Regions from separate parts of the Mus musculus genome. Here all the other regions are linked to region 2. The links are chromatin contacts, called in public HiChIP or PLAC-seq maps. All regions are on one chromosome and are shown on one strand. The core of a region is the stretch at or near the end of the contact, and the rest is flanking DNA. Distances in the headings are between cores, read along the strand shown.

Region 1 (3,016 bases), core at 324-2,823, 920 kb before region 2:
CCACGGCAGCTAGGGTGACTTCGGCTTGTTCCATCAAGGTTTCAACCTCTCATTTTAATGAATGTCCTAGGGAGGCTGGGGAGACCCTGGAGTAAGCAATAAAAAGATGATTCTGCAACCCCAGAGCTCTTAGTCTACTTGGGAGGCTGAGTGTGAAACACATAAGCAACTGATTAAAGTGTCAACATTGTGATAGAGACAACAAGGACTTGGAGAGTATCGTGAGGCCCACTGCTGTATGCTAGCGAGGTAATGGTGTTTATCTGGCCCTGGCTGGCTTTTCAGGTGGGTGGAATGGAATACACAACATTTGAGGATATTTAAGCATTTATCACCTCTTCTGGAAGCAACAAGAAGTGACTGTTTATACTCTGAGACAAGTCCTCCCAGGCATTTTGAGATGTGTTTGTAGGTACATCTTTGGAAAGGGTGTGTCTGTCTGCCATTTGCCTTCATTTGCTACACATCTTATTTTAGAGACCCCCTTGTCTGTTGTTGAATGAAGAGCTACCTTTTTAACCCTACAGAGTGTTACTTTAATTTCAAATGCTGGCCATTTTGTTTTCTAGTATCTTGCTGTTACAAATGGCATGACCTCTTCACAGGGCCTTGAGGGACTACAGGGAACAATCAGTAGCAGGTAATATTCAGTGGCCCCAATTCCTAAGTGCTGAGGATGTGACACAGTTGGTATAGGATGTGCAGGACCTGGGTTCTATCCTCGGCACAGCATTAAACTGAGGTTGGTGATACATGCTTAGACTCCCAGCCCTCAGGAGGTGGAAGCAGGAAGATCAGAAGTTTAAGGTCATACGGCTACCTAGCAAACCTGAAGCCAGCTCCGGCTACATGGGGACTTGTCTCAAAAAACAAAACAAAACAAAAAACAAAACAAAACAAGAATAGCAATCACTGGACAAATGACTCCTCTCAAACTGCACAGCATCCCATTGGTCCCACTGCTTGATGTGCTGTTGTCCCCTCTTCAATGGCCTCTTGGGTTCATATTCAGTTTTCAGCTTGAAAACATTTTCATGTATTTCCATATCAAAGATTCCTAGAGATAAAGTTGATTGGCCGAACAGCATCTACATTTGAATTATAACTGACACATTTGATGATCCTCCCAGGAGACACTATCAAAGAGGCTACAGGAAGGAGACCATAACAAAGAGATGGCACCAAAGTGACTGACACTCCTGCAGCTCAGTCTTCAGAAAGTAATCTGCCTTTGACCTTGGTCTGTCTTTGACATTGGTTTGCTTTGTGCTTAGTCCACACGTGCGATTTTTCTCTCCCAACAACAGCGACCCAGAATAAGTGGAATGAGCTGCTCTTTACAGCAGTCCTCTGAGACCAACGTTGTTCCTACCTTTGTTTCACAAATAACAATACAATCCCCAAGGCTAATCAAAGTGCAGGGGAGCTCGGTTTTTATCTGCTGTGTCCCAGGTAGTCAGAACCCAAGCTAGAACTTGGGCCTCTGGGATCGCTGAATTCATCCTACTACTCTGTTGCCAGGCAACCTTTCTTGCTTTTGACTCTTGTACCAATGCTACTTGTTGCCATGGCAGTGCTGGGACAAGGAGCAGTAAGTTGTAATTAAGCGGCAAGCTAGGAGAAAGGGGCTTTTATGTCCTTGTGTGGGGGTGGACAGGAGAAAAAGCTCCTGGCACTGCAGTCAAGGTGCAAAGAGGGACACGGGAAAGAGCAGGTTGGTGGCTGGGGCAGGTGCTCGTCATAACCATCACTGAAAACTGTGTGTGCTGGTGAGTTTTTGTCACCTTGACACGCACTAGCATCACCTGAGAAGAGGGAACTTCAGTTGAGGGATTGCCTCTATCACATTGACATGTCTGTGGGTATTTTCATGATTAACTATTGATGTGGGAGGGCCCAGCCCACTGTGGGCAGTACCACCTCTTGGCAAATGGTCCTAGGTTGTGTAAGAAAGGAAACAGAGAAAGACGCAGGGAAACCAGTAGGCAGCGTTTCTCTGTCTTCTTTGCTTTACCTCCTGCCTCCAGGTTCCTACCTTGAGTTCCTGCCCTGACTTCCCTCAGTGATGAACTGTGACCCATAAGCCAAATAATCCCTTTCCCCTCCCTACGTTGCTTTTAGTCAGTGTTTTGTCACAGCCACAAACCAGAAAGGAGAATACCGTGTTTTCCCAGGGATGCTGTCCTTGCCCACATCTTGTCTTGTCAAGGATGGGTGTTCAAGGCTGGGAGGTGGCTCAGTGAGGAGAGTGTGACACACATGCAAGAGAACCTGGATTCAGATCCCAGAATCCATCTCAAAGCTGCGTGTGGTACATATCTACAATCCCAGCACTGGGGGGTTAAGGGTGGAATCAGTCAATTTCAGAGTTAATTGGCCAGCCAATCTAGCTGGATCTGTGAGTGTCAAATTCAATAGAAGACTGTTTTAAAAAAAGAAGATGGAAATCTAGGTGTGGTGGTTAGTGCCTATAAGCCAACCTGTGGGAGACAGAAACAGCAGGATCAGTCTGGGTTCTATGAGACCCTGTCTTCAAGACCCAAAATGGTGGGGCTGGAGAGATGGCTTTGAAGATAAGAATTCTTCCTTATCTTGCAGAGAACCTGGGTTCAATTTCTAGTACCTACATCCATCCAGAACTGCAGCTCTAACTCCAAGGATCTGACTCCCTCGTCTCTTCTCCCAGGGCATCAGGTATGCAAGCAAAACACTCATAGACATAAAAAAACTCTTTAAAAAAAAAACATATGTTAAACCTCCAAAGCACTGATGATCAATCAAGTGGAGAACAATTAAAGATATTTGTCATTGACCTCTGACCTCCCCAAGAATGTAAACACAGGTGTACATGCAACTGAACACACAGTATATACCCCATAGGAACATCACAGGAACACGTGCATAGATCACATGTATACAAAAGATCAGCACCCAATTTTGGTGGGCCTGTCTTCTATTGAACCCAGAACAAACAGGGTAACATTGCTACAGCACCCTTCTGGCTTAGACAGACCTA
Region 2 (2,972 bases), core at 247-2,746:
CATCCCGGCTTCCTGCGGTCCGGCCAAGCACCTTGTGCTTTGCGGTCCCCAGAATCTCTCAAAGGCCAGGGGCTCCAGACACATGCGCCCAGAGCTCCTTCCCACTGCCACAGGACAACTGGTGGGAAGCAGGCACAGAGTCAGGACTGCTTTCCGGATCCCTAAAACAGAGAGGACACAACACAAGCTTTTGGGGGAGAAACTACTGGGATCCAACCTGTGCCCTCTTCCTTGTGCCTGAAGAAGGCAGCACTGATCACCTTTGAAACCCCTGGGACATGAACAGGGGCTATCCTGGTGTCCCACGCTTTAGGTCCACTGCCCCCACCCCCACCCCTCGCGGAGATTGCTGGCACGCAGAGGACACAGGTACCTGAGAACTCAGGAGGCAAATGCGGAAGGCCAATTGACCTCCAGCTTTCTTCTCTCCGGGTCTATCCATAAGGGCTACTGACTTTATCCTCCCACTAAACCACCTAAGACATAGTGGACAGCGAAAGGCCTTGCAAACGAGAGCTCTTTCCGCTTTAGAAACCCAGGCCCAGAATAAACAATGTGGAAGGAGACAGGAGAGTACTCTGGTTTCAACACGCCTCTTCCCGGTCCAGTACAGGCCCTTCCCAGCTCCGCCGGTGAGGGTGAGGCTAAGACTGAGGCTGGCCTGGGATAAATTAACCCCGCCCTCTCCGAACAGCTGCAGCAGGCAGAGGCTGCAAGGGAGACCCCAGCCCAGGGCCAGCTAGCCACTGACAGAGCAGGACACGAGGGTAGGATGCTCCTGGGCAGGGACAAGCACAGGCTGTCAGGGGTCCCAAGCTAGAGGGAACAGCAGCGCAGGACCCTCGGAGCGTCGCCACCGGCCAAGCAACCAGCCCGAGTTCCAGCCCGCCGCTGGCCAGGCCACTGACATTTGGCCCAACTTCCTGTTATCAAGGAGGGAGGAGAAGAAAGGAAGCAGAAAAATATAATAATAAAATAAAAATAAGCAAGGCGCTCTGTTAGAGGATGGGAAAGGTACGGGAGCCTAGATCGCACAGAGCAAAGTTTGGGGACGTTCCCCTGAACGATGACAGGCGACCCTGCTGCTGAAGGGCGCCTACTATGCGCGTGTGTTGGGTTTTCTGAGGTTAGAATGACAGTTTTGATTGGTGAAGAGCCCACGGCGCACCCCGCAGGTGGGTCTGAGATCCCGGACGGAACTGCCGCACCTGACCCTCCGGGGCGTCCAGTAGGGCGCGGAGTCCAGCCGGGACTGGCACAGTCCCCACCCGCTCCCGCACACCCCGGAGCCTTCTCCCACTCCGTCTTACCCAAGGTCTCGCGGGCCTCCAGGCCTCAGGTCAACACCTGCCTTTCTTGTCCTCTGTCTGAGGGCGCAGAAATCCGGGACCCAGCGGGCCGCCTGCCGAGCCCGGAGCTAGCGAGGCGGCCCGGCGCAGGCTGAGCCGGCCGGGTGCCTGCGGTTCTGTGAGCCGCGGAGGATCCGATTGGGACACGCCTCCATCGAGGTTCGGCCAATGACAGGGCCTCCGAAGGCGAGGCTCCACCCCATGCTTGAGACGCGCGACCAATGGTCATGCAGCGCGGAACCCACCCCAGCGCCCTCCCAGTTAGTACCAGGCTGGGGGTTGCTGTCACCATTGCAGCTTCGGACGCACGTGGGCTGAAGCCCTGCCCTAGCCGCTCCCACCCTGGCCACAGGTCGAAGACCCAGCCCTGGGCTGCTATGAGACGAACACCCGGCCTTGGTGTTCTGGTGTCCAGGGAGAGGGGAAAGCTGGGCCTCCCGAAGCTTTGCCTAGGCAGCTGGAAAGACAGCCTCACTGTCCCTTCTGGACTGGAGGGAACAGCAAAGGACTTCTAGGACTGCCTGGCCTTCTTGGGCCCTCATTTCTTGCTTTTCTGCATGCAATCTTCCTTGCTTGGGTCTTCTCTTGAACTGGCCTTGCTTGGGCTAAAGCTGTGGGAAATGGGGTAGTGACACAGACCAATCGCACTGACTGGGTCGCTCGCACTTTCTCTTTCTTGGCTGTCGAATGGCTAACCCCTGTTTCTGATCGCTTTCATGAATGACCATGCCTCTCACAGTTTCAGCGAAAATTCTGAATGAATGGTTCGGGCTCGAAGTCCTGAGAAATTCATACGGACACTGCGACAGCAGTGAAAATAGGATTCAAGTGGACTGACTCACCCCTGGGGCCCGCAGCCCATCATTCAGCTTGGCCCAATGCAGAGTCCATAAATGTTCTTGAAACTGAGCTGACCCAGCGGGAGGAAAGCAGGCAGGCTTGGGCGGCGAAGGCAAACAGTACCATGACTCCAGGCTGCTGGAATTCCCCGGGTACCACCCTCTGGAGAGCATGCCCCTTGGCCAGGCAAGTGCAGGCAGCAATTCCTCCACCCCCAAACCTGGGGCCCGTCTTTTTCTATACTCTTTGCGTTTCCATCATCCAGGCCTTGGGGTTTCTCAGAGTTTGCCTCTCAGCGTCCTTAGGATTCACTCCACTTCTGTGGATGCGTTTTTATACCTGGTACTCAACCCCACTCAGTCTGCAAAACTCATCACTGACTCTAAGAGGGACAGTACTTGACTCTGGTGGGACTCTAACCATGTCACCACCAATCAATGAACACCTTCCATGCATCATCTCATTTAAACCCAGACCTAGAGATTGATCTTTTCAATATCCTCATCCCCTTTCACAGATGGGGGAACTGAGATCTGTAATACAGAGTCATTTACCAAGACCGTGTGCATATTAACGTGTCTGTATTTAAACGGGGAACTGATTCCAAGTCAACATACACAACCGTGAAGTGAGGCCTCTATAGCCATTCCTGGGCCTCCGAGAACCCTGGACTTGTAAGATCTCTAGAAGAACTGCCAATTGATCTGAGCACACTATAGAGCTCACATCTGGCTGCTGTCAGGGAAAGGCGACCTGAATGACCTGGCCCTGCCTTTTTAAGTT
Region 3 (3,117 bases), core at 519-3,018, 660 kb before region 2:
CCTCGCATGTCTCATCTTTACCAGAGAGAGTGACATGAACAACTGCTGTGGAGCAGTGGGGACTGGAGCACAGCAATGCACATGCAAGCTGCAAGCTGCAAGCTGCTGTATTGATGAAGCACCGGCCACTACTTCTTTTAACTCCACAACCAAAACACTGACCAGGACAGAGCCTCAAGTCCTATCTACAGACACCTTCCCCAGTACAATCAATAAACATGATGATGGCCATCAATTCAGTCCACATGGGTGCAAATAGCAGGCTGGCTTTTTCCCAGGTAAACAAAGCAGGATGCTTCCCTGGTTTGTGAGTTCCATGACACATCTGGCATATAAGGTGTAACTACTCAGACAGATACAAACCCACCACTCTCCACAAGTCATGAGCAGAGACACATTATGGAATTTCCTCCAGAAACCAACAAAAAAGAAGTTACTAACACGCTGAGTGGATTAAAGGCTCCAAGATCTGTTTGTAGGCAAGTTCTGGAAAGCAGGGTAGGGGCAGAGGCAGGTGTCAAAGGCAGGTCAAACAAACAAAAATATACCAACAAAAATATACCGCTGGGGCTGGGGATGTAACCCAGTCGGGAGAGTGCTCGACTACTATGCATGAGGATTTAGGTTTAGTCTTTTGCCTTCATAAACCAGGAATGTTGGCACATGCCTATAATCTACACATGGGATGCAAAAGCAAGAGGATCAGGAGTTCAAAGCCAGCCTTTGCTACATGAGACACTTAAGGCATGGCTTCTCCTCATTGTCCTCTTATTCAATATACCTATTTATTCAAAGCTATGGTTCACTGTTCAATTTCATGGATTAGGGGTTGGGGGGGAGACCTGTGCTTTGGGGCAAACATGAAAAATGCAATTATCAGTCCAGTGTGGTAGTCCATGCCTTTAATCCCAGCTCCTGGGAGGCAGAGGCAAGTGGATCTCTGTGAGTTCAAGGCCAGCCTGGTTTACAAAGAGAGTTCCAGGACAGTCAGACTGTTACACTGAGAAACCCTGTCTTGGGTAGGGAGAAAAAAAAAATCTTTAAAATGAAGCCTGGTCTAGGTGTGTGGGATCCAGACCCTGAAGAGGGGACAGGGCAAAGGGCCAAGGACAGAGAAACTGTCCCTGCAAACCCTGTGGCCTCTGGAGAACTGGCTACAAGGGAGCTGACAGCCCACATAGAAAGGACACTTGGCGGTGTCACAGGCTAACAAGGCAAAGCTTGCTGGGTGAGTAAGGAGAGAACCCCTAAGGTAAAGACATAAAGGGGCAGGGGCAGCCTGTGGACATACCCTTCCAACTTATCTCCCTTCATTTTTGAGTGTGCAGAGGGCTGGGCAGGAATTATGAGGTTATAGAAATGAAAACCATCCAGGACTGTCCTTGACAAGAGCCAGTGTAATGGGAACTGATGGATGGGCCGTTTTCAAACCACCACTTTGAATCTCCCCTCTGCATCCTCTCTGAGCCATGATCAAAGGACCAAGATTTCAAATTGTGAAGCAATTTTTTCCCAATGGCAGCATCTGGCTGCTTGGCAGGCGGCACCAGGAGCTGGGCCTTGCTGTGGGCGGCTGTCCAGGCCTGCCACATGGTGAGGCTAGGCCAGGCAGGGCACGCCTTGCGGGCTTTGCAGCTGCTCCCACAGGCGCCAAAGGACAATTGCTCTGCACAGGGCAAAGGGGCCCTGAGAGACTGAGCTTAACTAGGGAGCGAGGGGGTAGGTTTGGAGAGAGCTGGCAGCCCCAGAGCCCTCCCACACTGCTTCATTTGCATGCCCACCCCACAGGATTCAGGGGTCTGGGCAGGGGAGGCCTGCGTTGTGCTGGACACCGCTCCAGTTAGACAGCCTGCCTATGGGGACAGGGAAGGAAGGGGCTGCCAGCAGGGAAGTGGGCCCCTGAGTGCAGCCATTCACTGGAGTCTGTGTGCCCTGACACAACACCACTGAAGCAGAGGCCACAGCTGTTTTAAATAAGAATAACAGGAATAAACTCAGCCAGCCTAGCTCTTCAACTTACTTCCCACTAATTATGGCATATATTTACATCCACAAAATAGACGATTTTTAAAAACACCACCGGGACCCTTTATTGTGCAGACTGCACACCCCCATTTGAATTTCATAAACATTCAGTACTTCAAAGAATCTTAAAAGCTTGCTCTAATTACAATAAGCCTCGTCTGAAAAGGCTGTCTGTTTGCATTGCAAATTTCCCACCAATGCAAGTATTCATTTACAAAAATGCAATTAATATTACCCACACAACTCCAGGTAAGGACCCACTGTAGGCTTCAGGCTGGAACTGTCATAGACTCAAGGTCTTAGCCCTACCAACTAAGTCTCTGTTCAGACTGCTTGCTTTCCAACTGAGCCAGGTAATGAAGTCCTGGGCGTCCAGCGGAGGTGGCCTGACCTTACCTAGTTCATCAGTGTACAAAGAATGCTGCCACTTTCCCAGGTTGTTGCTTATTTAAGAGGGACATTCCATCCATGAAATGTCCCTCTTAAATAAGCAACAACCACCAGGCAACCAATCACACACAGTGAAATAACAGCTGTACGTGAATAAGCTATAGGTTACCCAGTGAAACCTGCATGGCAGATACACATCACCAGTACTTTGGTACACAAGCGTTCCAGTGATCTCATAGACACTAGCTCTGGGATTTAAATTTAAATGGGAAGGCCTCAGTGTTAGTTACTCCCCCAATAATTCTACTAATGCTAATGAGTCATCTTTACTAAAAAGAACAAAAACTAAGACATATCCTCAAATGCTGACTGCTGTAAGAAAATGTCCTAATTGTATACAAATACTGTATCCATCCATGTACAACCCTCAGACTGGGTTGACAGGTAACTGGGCCTAGAGTCTGTCTCACATTTTATATCGTATTCTTTTATCTTCTTGAATTACTTGTAACTAACTTGTATTACTTTCAAAAGATTATAATTTTTATTCTTTTCCTGACTGTGTGCATGCACGACTGCGTACATGAGTGCAGGTGTACAGGGAAGCCAGGGGTGTTTGATCTGTGGGAGCTGGAGCTACGGGTGGTGCTGAGTCACCGACTGGGTGTTGGGATCTGAACTCTGGTTCTCTGGAGAAGCAGT

The links. HiChIP or PLAC-seq counts read pairs in DNA pulled down with a chosen protein or histone mark.
Region 1: an H3K4me3 HiChIP or PLAC-seq map of embryonic midbrain shows a contact between it and region 2, with 6 times the contacts expected there. The contact joins the promoter of 4930543E12Rik here to the promoter of Mical2 in region 2. A contact is called at or near these places in 1 of 39 promoter capture datasets (embryonic stem cells), 2 of 115 datasets of contacts at active chromatin or transcription factors (embryonic midbrain and pancreatic cancer cells) and 1 of 9 other capture datasets (embryonic stem cells).
Region 3: a contact with region 2 is called in an H3K4me3 HiChIP or PLAC-seq map of stem cell-derived neural progenitor cells, with 3 times the contacts expected there. The contact joins the enhancer-like site here to the promoter of Mical2 in region 2. A contact is called at or near these places in 3 of 39 promoter capture datasets (embryonic stem cells, liver and stem cell-derived epiblast-like cells), 2 of 484 Hi-C or Micro-C datasets (cardiomyocytes and embryonic stem cells) and 4 of 115 datasets of contacts at active chromatin or transcription factors (astrocytes, forebrain, neural tube and 1 more).

Annotation. Positions count from the first base shown.
Region 1 is chr7:113,140,572-113,143,587 of GRCm38.p6, reverse strand. 4930543E12Rik (RIKEN cDNA 4930543E12 gene) reads left to right here and starts at 1,573. Exons shown (of 6, transcript NR_045978.1): 1 at 1,573-1,769; 2 at 2,599-2,694.
Region 2 is chr7:112,224,360-112,227,331 of GRCm38.p6, reverse strand. It overlaps Mical2 (microtubule associated monooxygenase, calponin and LIM domain containing 2), which reads right to left and starts at 1,496. Exons shown (of 26, transcript NM_001193305.1): 1 at 1,311-1,496.
Region 3 is chr7:112,882,597-112,885,713 of GRCm38.p6, reverse strand. The region is part of intron 10 of Tead1 (TEA domain family member 1); the gene reads right to left. Among named protein-coding and RNA genes, the nearest start is that of Rassf10, 70 kb to the left of the region's middle. Within about 2 kb of position 1,768, at least 112 of the 459 cell types and tissues checked have an H3K27ac peak or open chromatin away from gene starts, as enhancers often do. A contact at or near this core is called in astrocytes, forebrain and stem cell-derived neural progenitor cells, where this site is marked.